Regions from separate parts of the Mus musculus genome. Here region 2 is linked to region 1. Evidence: chromatin contacts called from public Hi-C data. All regions are on one chromosome and are shown on one strand. The core of a region is the stretch at or near the end of the contact, and the rest is flanking DNA. Distances in the headings are between cores, read along the strand shown. Region 1 overlaps Gm35164 (predicted gene, 35164). Region 2 holds the start of Lrtm1 (leucine-rich repeats and transmembrane domains 1).

The links. A called contact is a pair of places that touch in the nucleus more often than the background predicts.
Region 2: a contact with region 1 is called in a Hi-C map of liver, with 4 times the contacts expected there. The contact joins the promoter of Lrtm1 here to the enhancer-like site in region 1. A contact is called at or near these places in 4 of 39 promoter capture datasets (frontonasal cranial neural crest, hippocampal neurons and liver), 1 of 484 Hi-C or Micro-C datasets (liver) and 1 of 9 other capture datasets (adipose tissue).

The regions. Positions count from the first base shown.
Region 1 is chr14:28,655,927-28,660,807 of GRCm38.p6, reverse strand. All of the region lies in intron 1 of Gm35164 (predicted gene, 35164), which reads right to left. Among named protein-coding and RNA genes, the nearest start is that of Gm35164, 8.7 kb to the right of the region's middle. Within about 2 kb of position 3,392, at least 8 of the 459 cell types and tissues checked have an H3K27ac peak or open chromatin away from gene starts, as enhancers often do. A contact at or near this core is called in liver, where this site is marked.
Region 2 is chr14:29,014,866-29,019,786 of GRCm38.p6, reverse strand. It overlaps Lrtm1 (leucine-rich repeats and transmembrane domains 1), which reads right to left and starts at 1,579. Exons shown (of 3, transcript NM_176920.4): 1 at 1,178-1,579. The coding sequence starts at 1,220. The region is part of intron 27 of Cacna2d3 (calcium channel, voltage-dependent, alpha2/delta subunit 3); the gene reads left to right.

The DNA.
Region 1 (4,881 bases), core at 2,143-4,642:
GTCACTCTGCAGGAAGCAGGTATTATATCTCATCAGTTTTGTGTAGCATTAAAGAGGGAGAGAGAGGCATGCTGAATAATGCTGCATCTATCACATACCAAGGCAAGCAGGCTTCCCAAGACATGGAACTTACAGCTGGCCTGGAGGAGGATCCTTCTTTCCAGATGTGATACAGACAAAAGCAAGAAGGAAGCCCCAGAGGGAAGTCGTGGGAAAATATGGGGAAGTTGTTGGTAGAATTGTTGGGGGAGTAGAGAGATTAGAAAACAAGGAGTCAAGCAAAAGTTTCCACCAGCTGAAACAGGGAAAGAAATTTGACATGGAAAAATACCAGCCCAGCAGTAATCAGTGGGGCCTCCAGGAGTTTCTGCCATGATTGCAGAAAAGAGGCAGAGATAAGACTACAGGAGTATTTACTTTTGTCTACATGAAGATGCCCTAGTGACCCAGACATCTGGACATCTTCTCCCATACACTGTCATGTACGAGTCTCCAAAGGTATGAGGACACATAACCACAATGGCACATGTGTCATGTCCTGCATTTGGAGGGGCAAATGACAAAGCTTCTTTCAAGTGTACATATAATTCAGAGGATGGGGAGGAGAGTAGGCAAATTATATACCAGAATCCAAAATTATGCTTTCCAATGCAATATACATCTGCATTGAACAACCTTCTACAAAAATTTTCCCATTCTGTCCACACATACTGTACGAGCCAATACAGCTTGCCCTCTATGCAGTGGCCTTACTGAAAAGTCAACTAGCCAGCAGCCTTCCTTACAGGAAAAAAAAAAGTTCTTCTCTGGGAGACTCTTCCCAAGGGATTTTGTAGAGATAAACTTGAAAGAACAAAGGGGTCAGAGATCATCAGAAAGGGATCAGGACTTAAATAGTGTGATAATCAAAAGTACAGAGGAATTGGGGTCTGAGGCTCCAATTCCTGGAACAGATGCTTAAGATGTGGTACAGCATGCAGGCTTCCCATGGGAAATGAGTGGCATGGGAGCCCTGGGGATAAATTGGTTTTACCAATAAGGGAAGGGAGTCAGTTTTAACACAGGAAGGAAGTGATCCAGGAAGAGAGGACTTAGTCAATTAGAGGCTCAGAGGCTTTGGAGAGCAGGATGTACAAATGGAGTGGAAGGAAGTTCAACCAAGGGAGAGAAGTTTATGAGGTGCTAGCAATGCTGAGGGATGAGGGCCTGGGAGCTACCCTAAGCTGCCCAGATCTGGCCTTCCAAGGAGGAAGTAACTCTTTCAACATCACTGGTAGCATCAGAGGTTGAAGGCACACCAACTGTAAGTCAGGACCAACATGACAAAGGGAGTTGCAATGTTAGAGACAGGTAGGAAATCTATAAAATCATAGTCCCTTAACCAAGGGAGGGTCAGCATCCTCAGAAACAGGAGTGGGGTCACTGGCCATTCACATGGAGAAGAATAAAACTCTACTTCTAGCTCTTTTACAGTTGCTGTAAAAATCAACTGAAGATGGACTGAAGTCTTAAACATCAAGACCCCAAACTAAAACCACTAGAAGAAAACACAGGGCAGACACTTGGAATGGGCAAGGATTTGGACAGCAGAAAACAAAACCAAAGGTCAGTAGATTTATGACAAACTCAGAAGCCTTGAGAAAGTAAAGAACCGTCAGAGAGAAGAGACAACCTACATATGGAATGGGGGAGAATATATGTCTCAAAATATGCAGACCACATAAGGAAATCCAAACATTTATAAAGTTTTGTCTTCAATTATTTGTATGCACATGTGACTTTGTAGGAGAATGTGTAAACTAAGGCAGGTACCCATGGTGGCCAGCGATAAAGGATATCCAGAGGCTGGAATTATCTGCCCTTATAAGATGCTCAATGTGGATGCCGGGAAATAAATCAATCTTCTCTACCAGACCAGTACGTGCTCTTAGCTTCTGGGCCTTCTCGCCTGCACACACTCTACTGTTATTTCAATGTCAACTGCTTAAAAATGGGCAACAGACTTTACTAGAGAGAGATGGGTAAAAGTGGATCAGTTGAGTAACAAGTTACAGTTAAATAAGAGAAAGGGGATCTGGGTTTTTGTGGTGACTAAAGATACCTACACCATCTACTTTCCATCTTAAGTGTCTAGAAGAAAGAATTCTGGGTATTTTCACTATAAAGAAATGATACACAAAAGTTTTAGGAAGATGATAAATTTTGACTTAAACATTGCACCACATATGTCAAAACACCACCTAGAATTCAATGGATAAATCTGCTTTTGTGCGTTGAGTAGCATTAAAGAAAAATATTAAATATATAAAAATAAAAATTTAATCTCCTCACCCTCTCTCTTGAGAGACAGAAACTTTATGTCAAAGGAAAAATATATGGCTTGACTACTGAGGGACTTGAATTCACTGACATCTTCAACTCTACAAATTTCCTTTTGATAGCATGTGGAAGAGAGGAAGTGCTTATGTTGGAGGAAAAGGATGGGTTCCTGGGTTGTGCTTAGAAGGCACCTTGTGAAATAATATGGAACACTTGGAAAGCATGGCTGAAGGCAATCTGATATGTTGCTAGATTCTAGCCAAAGCTGATGAACAACCAGTCATGATCATTCTGAACCTGCTCTTAGGGGGTATGAGAGGACCTAGCACTAAAGTTAGCTTATGCCTTAATAGTAGGGCTTGGCTATTAGATTTCTTGATCTCTTCTCTCCTGTTCTTGATTTTGAGCAGATCTGGATGTCAGAGACTTAATGGAAGATCACGGCAGGGGTAAGGGATACCTTGAAACATTTGCCCCCCTATGAACAGATCATGGTTAAAGAGACAAATTTAAATGTAGAGTCAGCAATCTCTGCACTATCACAAGTTCAGCACCATCAATTCAAACAAGGTGACCTTGAGGTGCTTATTTATGTCCTACTATTAATATAAATGCCCATGCATAGCCAGTATACAGCCTCATCTGAGTTCAGTCCATCCTTAGATCCCGTCAGGGGAGGGGGCATGTGTCTGATGTATGCATGCAGCCACACATGCCATCCTGTACTCGTGGCGGTCAGAGAATGACTTTGGGAAGTAGGTTTTCTCCATCCACCTTTATTTGGGTTCCAGGGATTGACTCTGGTTGCCATGTTTATTTGGCAAATTGCTTTACCACTCCCCTTTTTCAGTCCTCTCAGTGACCCTTGTACTAATTTTAATAATACCACTGGCAAAAGTCGTGCTCCGGTTAAAACCTACCAAGGCTGGGGAGACCCATATATGCTAATAAATAGATATGTAGGTACGCAAGCAATGCCTGCATGCTGCAAAAGAACTGCAAAGCCACTGTAAAACCACATGCCAGTCACACAGCCATCGACACCATCGGGAAGGAAAGAGCTTGCCAAGAACTGCATTAGCTTTCACTTTCAAACTGGTGGAGGTGGTGGTGGTATTAGGGCACCATGTGAGACGGAGTGTGTGAAGTGGGAAAAGCACAGGATGCATTTTGCCAATCCTGAGCAACCACACAAGGCAGTGAATGGCAGAGCGACAAGGAGTGTGGGGGCTGGCGTCCCAGACCCATCAACTCAAGACACTTTCCACACATTTCAACACCTGGTGAGATCTTTATGGTGCTGGGAGTTCCAAATTGCCTGTGTGTCAAGAGACAAGAGTAAAGACAGGACTTTTATAGGTTTTGGCTTCCTGAGTCTTTATGGTGCTGTATGTACCAGAGTGTCTGGGAAATCAACTCAACAAAGCAGCGTGCCTAAGAGCCCAGGGATGGAGCAGAAAAGTCAATCAGAGTGCTACAAAGAGGGAAGGCGGTACACACAACACTTTGTAAATTCATAAGGGCCCCTGCAGCCTATGTGTGTGGCCTTATCTGGTTCACAGTAGTGCCCTGCAGCTTTCATTTTCCTTTGAAAATGCATTTTATCCAGGGTGATGTCGACCTGACCTTTTGCCTGGACTGAGCAATGCCACATTGCTGGTGAAATATTGACCAATCCGTGCATTCCTTCTAGATGTGATTTGCATCTGAATCTGTAACCTCAGTAAAGATGGGTCTCACCAGGTTGAGTGACCACTCTACTAACTACCCAAGCCATTATAGAACAAAAAAGTAAGAGCCCACTTCCCCTGGATGTGTTGGGACATCTATCTTCTACACAAGAGAATCTATGCTCTGGAATCTCAGGCCTTTTGATTTAGACATCAGACTTTGAATTTTCATAGTTTCCAGCTTTCACATGGCAGATTGGGGGAGGGGGTGGGTTCTATAATCCCATGAACCAATTCCCGTTATATACAAATATACATATATAAAATATTTTATTTCACATAAGTAAATAAAAATTGTCTATTTTGAAGTTTTTCTGGTTTACTTCTTTTATGACAATAAAATACCAACCAAAAGCCACTTGGAGAGAGAGTATTTGTTGCATCTCGCAAGTAACAGTTCATAACTGAGGGAAATCAGGGCAAAAACCCAAGGAAGGAATCTGGAGCCAGGAACTGAAGCAGAGACAGTGGAGGGGGGGGGCTGCTTACTAGCTCATTCAGCCTGCTTTCTTGTGTAATTCCAGATGACCTTCCAAGGGATTGAGCTGCCCACAGTGGGATCTAGCATCTCACATCAATCATCGAGCGAAAAATAGTACCTGGCAGACATGTTCCTAGGCCAATCTGATGGAAGCGATTTCTCAACCGAGGTTCTTTTCTTCCCAGATTACTCACTCTGGTTTCTGTTAAGTTGACAAAAACTAACTGCCACGGATGCTATAAAAAGGTCTGCAGTAAGATACAAACTATCTCTTGCATAAATTCCAGCCATTTCCTACGCTTTAGTCAGTATAAGGATATCAATACAAGTATATATTATTTATAATAGTAT
Region 2 (4,921 bases), core at 330-2,829, 360 kb before region 1:
AAAGCTATGTATCCACCTCAGTGGATACATAGAAAGTGTCTTCATTTCTTTTAGCTAATAAGGCACATTCCTTGTGTTGGACCATGTCAAACTCAGTGACTACCTATCCCTCATTGAGGAGCATTTGGGCTCCCAGGATTCCCTACTCACTTATTACAAATGGTGCAGCTATAGGACTGTGGGTGACTGCTCCCCAAAATACAGAGTGGGTCTCATTGTCGGACTCAGAGAATTGATATATTTTTTAAAAGGCTGTGTGGTCATTTTTTCAAAGTTCCTATTTCCCTCCCTTTTTTCTCTTTTGGGACTTGAATTTCTAAGTATGACAAACATGTGTCAAGCACACATTCTGTTGAACTGGAGAGGCATTGACAGGGCCATGGAATGCTATTCAAAATAAAATGCCTATCAACATGGAGGCTTTCAAGAGACGGTTATTTATTTATTTGATGTTCTGATTTACACCTCACCTAGGGGGAAACACAGAATGACTGTACTATACCTTGATCTCCCTGCTTTGGACTCTGCTCCTGGCTGCCGGTACCCAGGACCACAGGACTGGAAAAGGAGAAGCTTTCCAAGGGAAAGCTGCTGCCTCTGATTTAGTTCAAGAGACATAGAGCATCCAAGTCCCCTTCTCCATCTTCAAACAGAAGTCTTTTGTTTTTCTGTAATTTTCCTGATATCTAACTTCTTTCAAAGTTCAAATAAATGCCTTTCCATTAGAAATCACCAGACACTATCACTGTGACCTGAGCCACAAGCTTTGGAATCAATCCTTAAACAATGGAGTACCCACCCAGCCCATTTATCTCTTAATAAAAGGCTTATATTTCTGAAATGGGGGCCAGTTTGCCTCCCACTTCCCCAAAGGAAGTAATATATGAGCTCCAACTCAAGGCACCATGTTGTCTATGAAATGGCCCATGACAAGCCCACTGCATGTCCACACCACGACTATACACATTTGTCTTCAGCCCCCTTTCCCCCTTGCTCAGCATGGTGACACATCCATCTTTCCACTGAGAGAGATTTTTTCTTTTTTTACATCTGTCCAATGTTTTAAGAAAGACAGGTTGAAAATTGATTTCTCACAGACACTTCTTAGAAGGTATTGCCCCCTTCCCTCAGGTGGGGGACTTCTGGGGTAGGGGCAATGGAATTTATTCCTGCTCACCTTTCATGGCCCAGGCTCCGCAGCACAAACCCTCATTCAACATATATCCCGGCCTGAGGACTCACAGATCAACACACCCGGGCTACGGCAGACTTGGAACCCAGCTTTCCATTCTCTTTCCCTGAATCCAGCATGGGCTTTTCTCCAGTGCAGAAAACAGTTGCTGAATTCAGGAGGTCACTTATTTAAGCAGCCTGTCCCCTTGTCTCTGTCTGCTGTGGTCCTTCTCCATAAGAGGGGTCTTTTGATTGCGTCCGGTCCTTTTTTTTTTTTTTTTTTTTTTTTTTTTGGAAAGTGTCAACCTCCCTAGGATCTTCTCTGCCTCTCTCATTCAGACAGCAAACCACATAAAGAATGTTGGTCAGACCTTGGTGAACAGCTGTAGCATTCAGACATGACCCCAATGGCCCGGCCTTTTTGATTATTTAATCTGCTTGAAGTCCAGGGCACCAAAATAAAACAGCCTTCTTAATCCGGCTGTGGCTTCTGCATTCTCTTGACTTATCAACCGTGCTGAGTCAACCCTCACTGGTGGTGGTGGGGGAGGGTACGAATCCCTAACCTAGGGTCTTGCAACAGAGCCTGCAGGGAGTGTAATATGAGAACAAATTGGCCTGCTGGAGGCTGACAGTTTCCATTGGGGCACTTCTTTGGCTATCCTGGGTACATTCAGCCCAAGTCCCTGGAGATTAGCTGCGTTGACAGGTCCTCATGCCCTGAAATCCACAGCCATGGTTTCCTTACATGGGCATTACAGTCCCTCCTCCCCAGTGCCACAAATACATCTCACCTTGCTTGCTACACACACACACACACACACACACACACACACACACACACACACACCCCACTGCTGACACATACTAAAAGGACCTTTTGGCCAGCATGAAATACTTCATCTTTTTACATTACCTAAAGCTGAGGTTCAGACCCTTTTCTCAATACTCTTCACATTTAAAACAATCAAGCTGGCTAAGTAAGAGCTAGAAACCAACTGAGTTGGTTGTTCACCAATAAGCAATGAGGCAAACTTTCCAAATGGGGATTGGAACCAGCTCTTTGAATGTACAAATGCCTGCCACTGGCTGAAGTGGGCTTCCAGTGCATGAAGTGAGCCAAAAAAACCAACCAATCAACCAACCAAACAAACAAAAAACAAAAAAAGAAAAACAGACCTACTCTAGAATATTCCACAGGCGTTCTATGACTGGTCAGGTGGCAAAGTTACTTTTTATTGAGGTTGCATAAAACCCAAGAAGTATAGATGAGCAGCTGAATGTGAACTCTGGAATCAGATAGGTCTGGATTGCATTTACCCTCACAAAGCGTCACCTCCTACAGGGCTAATGATACCCAGTGCTTTATGAAATTGCATCCAGGATTAAATCTAGGCCAGAGTATCTTCATGAAGGCTGACGGCTCCAAGAATCGAGGAGACTGGCCCCAGGACTTCTGAGCTGCTCTCCTTGGAAGAGCTCCAGGGGGAAGCCTGTCTTCTAATACCACTGAGGAAGGCAGGTAATCCCATGCATGAGACCTGATATGGTATGTGATTCCTCTGAATAGCCTCTTGGGGAATGTTTTTCTCCTGTGGACAACTTGCTTCCCACCTCACATATGCATATGCATCCTGCTATTTCTGGAAACTCGTCTTTCTCCAGCCTGTCTCTGCTATCCTTCCCTTTAACTTAACCTTTTGCATCCGGTGCAGCTGTCATTAACTTTCAACTCTTACCACCCACCTTTAAGGACATATCTACCACCCTCTCTCCCCAGGCATAAAATGAAAAGACTGGGTAAGCACTGGGGCCTGATTATGTCAAAACCTTGTCACTCTGTTCAGAAGGCAAGAATAAACTTGAAGTCTTGGAAAGACTTGAGTATTTTCTCGAATTGCTGTGGATGGATCTATTTCACTGTGTCATTCAGGACCCAACTTGGGTTTGGGTCTGGCTCTTGGATTCTGAGGCCTGAAAAGGGTGTATTGACAGTACAGTTGGATTTGGGAGACGAAACACCTACAGGGAATGTCAAGGGATGAAGGACGTGTACTGTTATTGTCAGGCTGTTTTGCTAATGGAAGATGCGCACCTTTTTTTGCACTGTATCAATGCCTTAAGGGGTGATTGTAGATTCCCTGAGGTCAGTGTCCTATTTGTAGAATTCAGGTAGATGAAGTTCTGTATGGTAAGCATAGAACATGTTCTGGCAAAGTAGGAGATCTGAAGCAGGATCTTTATTCCCAGTGTAAATTCTTAGACCTCCAAGAGTCTGAGTTGGCTACTCCCACCTAAAACACTAACGCCCTGGGAACAGAGAGAACCCCCTACCCCGGAGTAGATGGTTTCCTGGGAGCAGCTGCTTATAGCCCCAGGGAGCTCTGGTTCTGTTTGTTCCTGCAGACTCTCACAGGCAACTCAAAGCTGGGCCAGAGCACACATGGCCTGGAAGGCTCCAGGACACATTGAAGGACTTTGGATGCGAAAGCTGATTGATTTATTCCATCTGACCTCAGCCAAGAGAACAAAGTGAGGCTGCGTGACCTGCATGCTAATGCCTGTAGTGCCTTCCCCACCCCTTCCTGAGCCAAATCCAAGAGGTGGCGAGACAACTGTGCATGCAAAGGGCAACTCCCCCCACCGCCCCCCCAGAGATGCCTGATGCCAGTGCAGGTCCAAGCCATTACCCCAAAAGGAAGCCAGCACTGCAAAAGGCTTCTGCACCAAGACCTAGCAGGACCTCAGTTTCCCCAGGGGGAACTTGACTTTATTTATGTCTGCCTCAGAACAACACACTTCTTGTCACCCTAGGCTTTCAGGATGGTCCCACCTTCAAAGACATGTTCTTTTCCTCATTTAAAGTTGCGTGTTTTCTTACATAAATTAATGTAGTTAACAGTTCCCTTCCTCCAAAAATAAATCAACAACCATTATTAACTCTCAAAATTGATGATGTTTGGAAATCCAGCATGCACCAGCTCTTTCTTCCAGGCAGCCTTAGACAGCTATTTAAAAAGACTAAGTTAAAACTAATTATATCCATCTGGAAGGAGACTTATAATAAATTATTAAGTGAAGGAAAGCAATTTGTAATGAGAATATGTATTGTATAATCCTATTTATGTAGTAAAAAAAATTAAAAGTCTAAAATTATTCATGCCCACATGTGTAGGTTTGACTGAAGATAGAGAAAGGGGCAGAATAGTGACCACCCAACCAGCAACGCTGTTAATTGGGTAAGAGTGGTAATTTTAGACAAAAGGACATTTTTTTTTTAATCCTCAATGTACTGAACTCACTGCAACCAAATTTTGAAAGCTATAATTTGAAAGCTATGAAGGAAAGGGGCTGCTCTGCTTAAATAGTAAGGATACGTTTTATCTATTAGAAAATTGAGATGACCTGTCCGCTGGTGACTTGCTGAGCTCTGGGAGTATATGGGAAATGTTCACAGATTCCTGTGTCTGACCTCGAGCTTGCCTCTCATGTCCATCCCAGACATGACATCTCTTTCTGGGCTGAGGGAGGGGTTCTCTGTCTGCCTTGATGCCTCCAGATACACCTGAGTCAAATGTCTGCTTTGGTTGAAAAAAAAAAAAAACAGATGGCAAAATGTCCCCATATCCTTGTCAGAGTGCATGCTTCAGTGACCTGATTCCAAGGGAAGGTGGCCAAACCCAAGGACAGCTGCAGGAGAGGAGGGAGGAGGCCATGGGTTTCACATAAGCAGGCTGCAATTCTATTT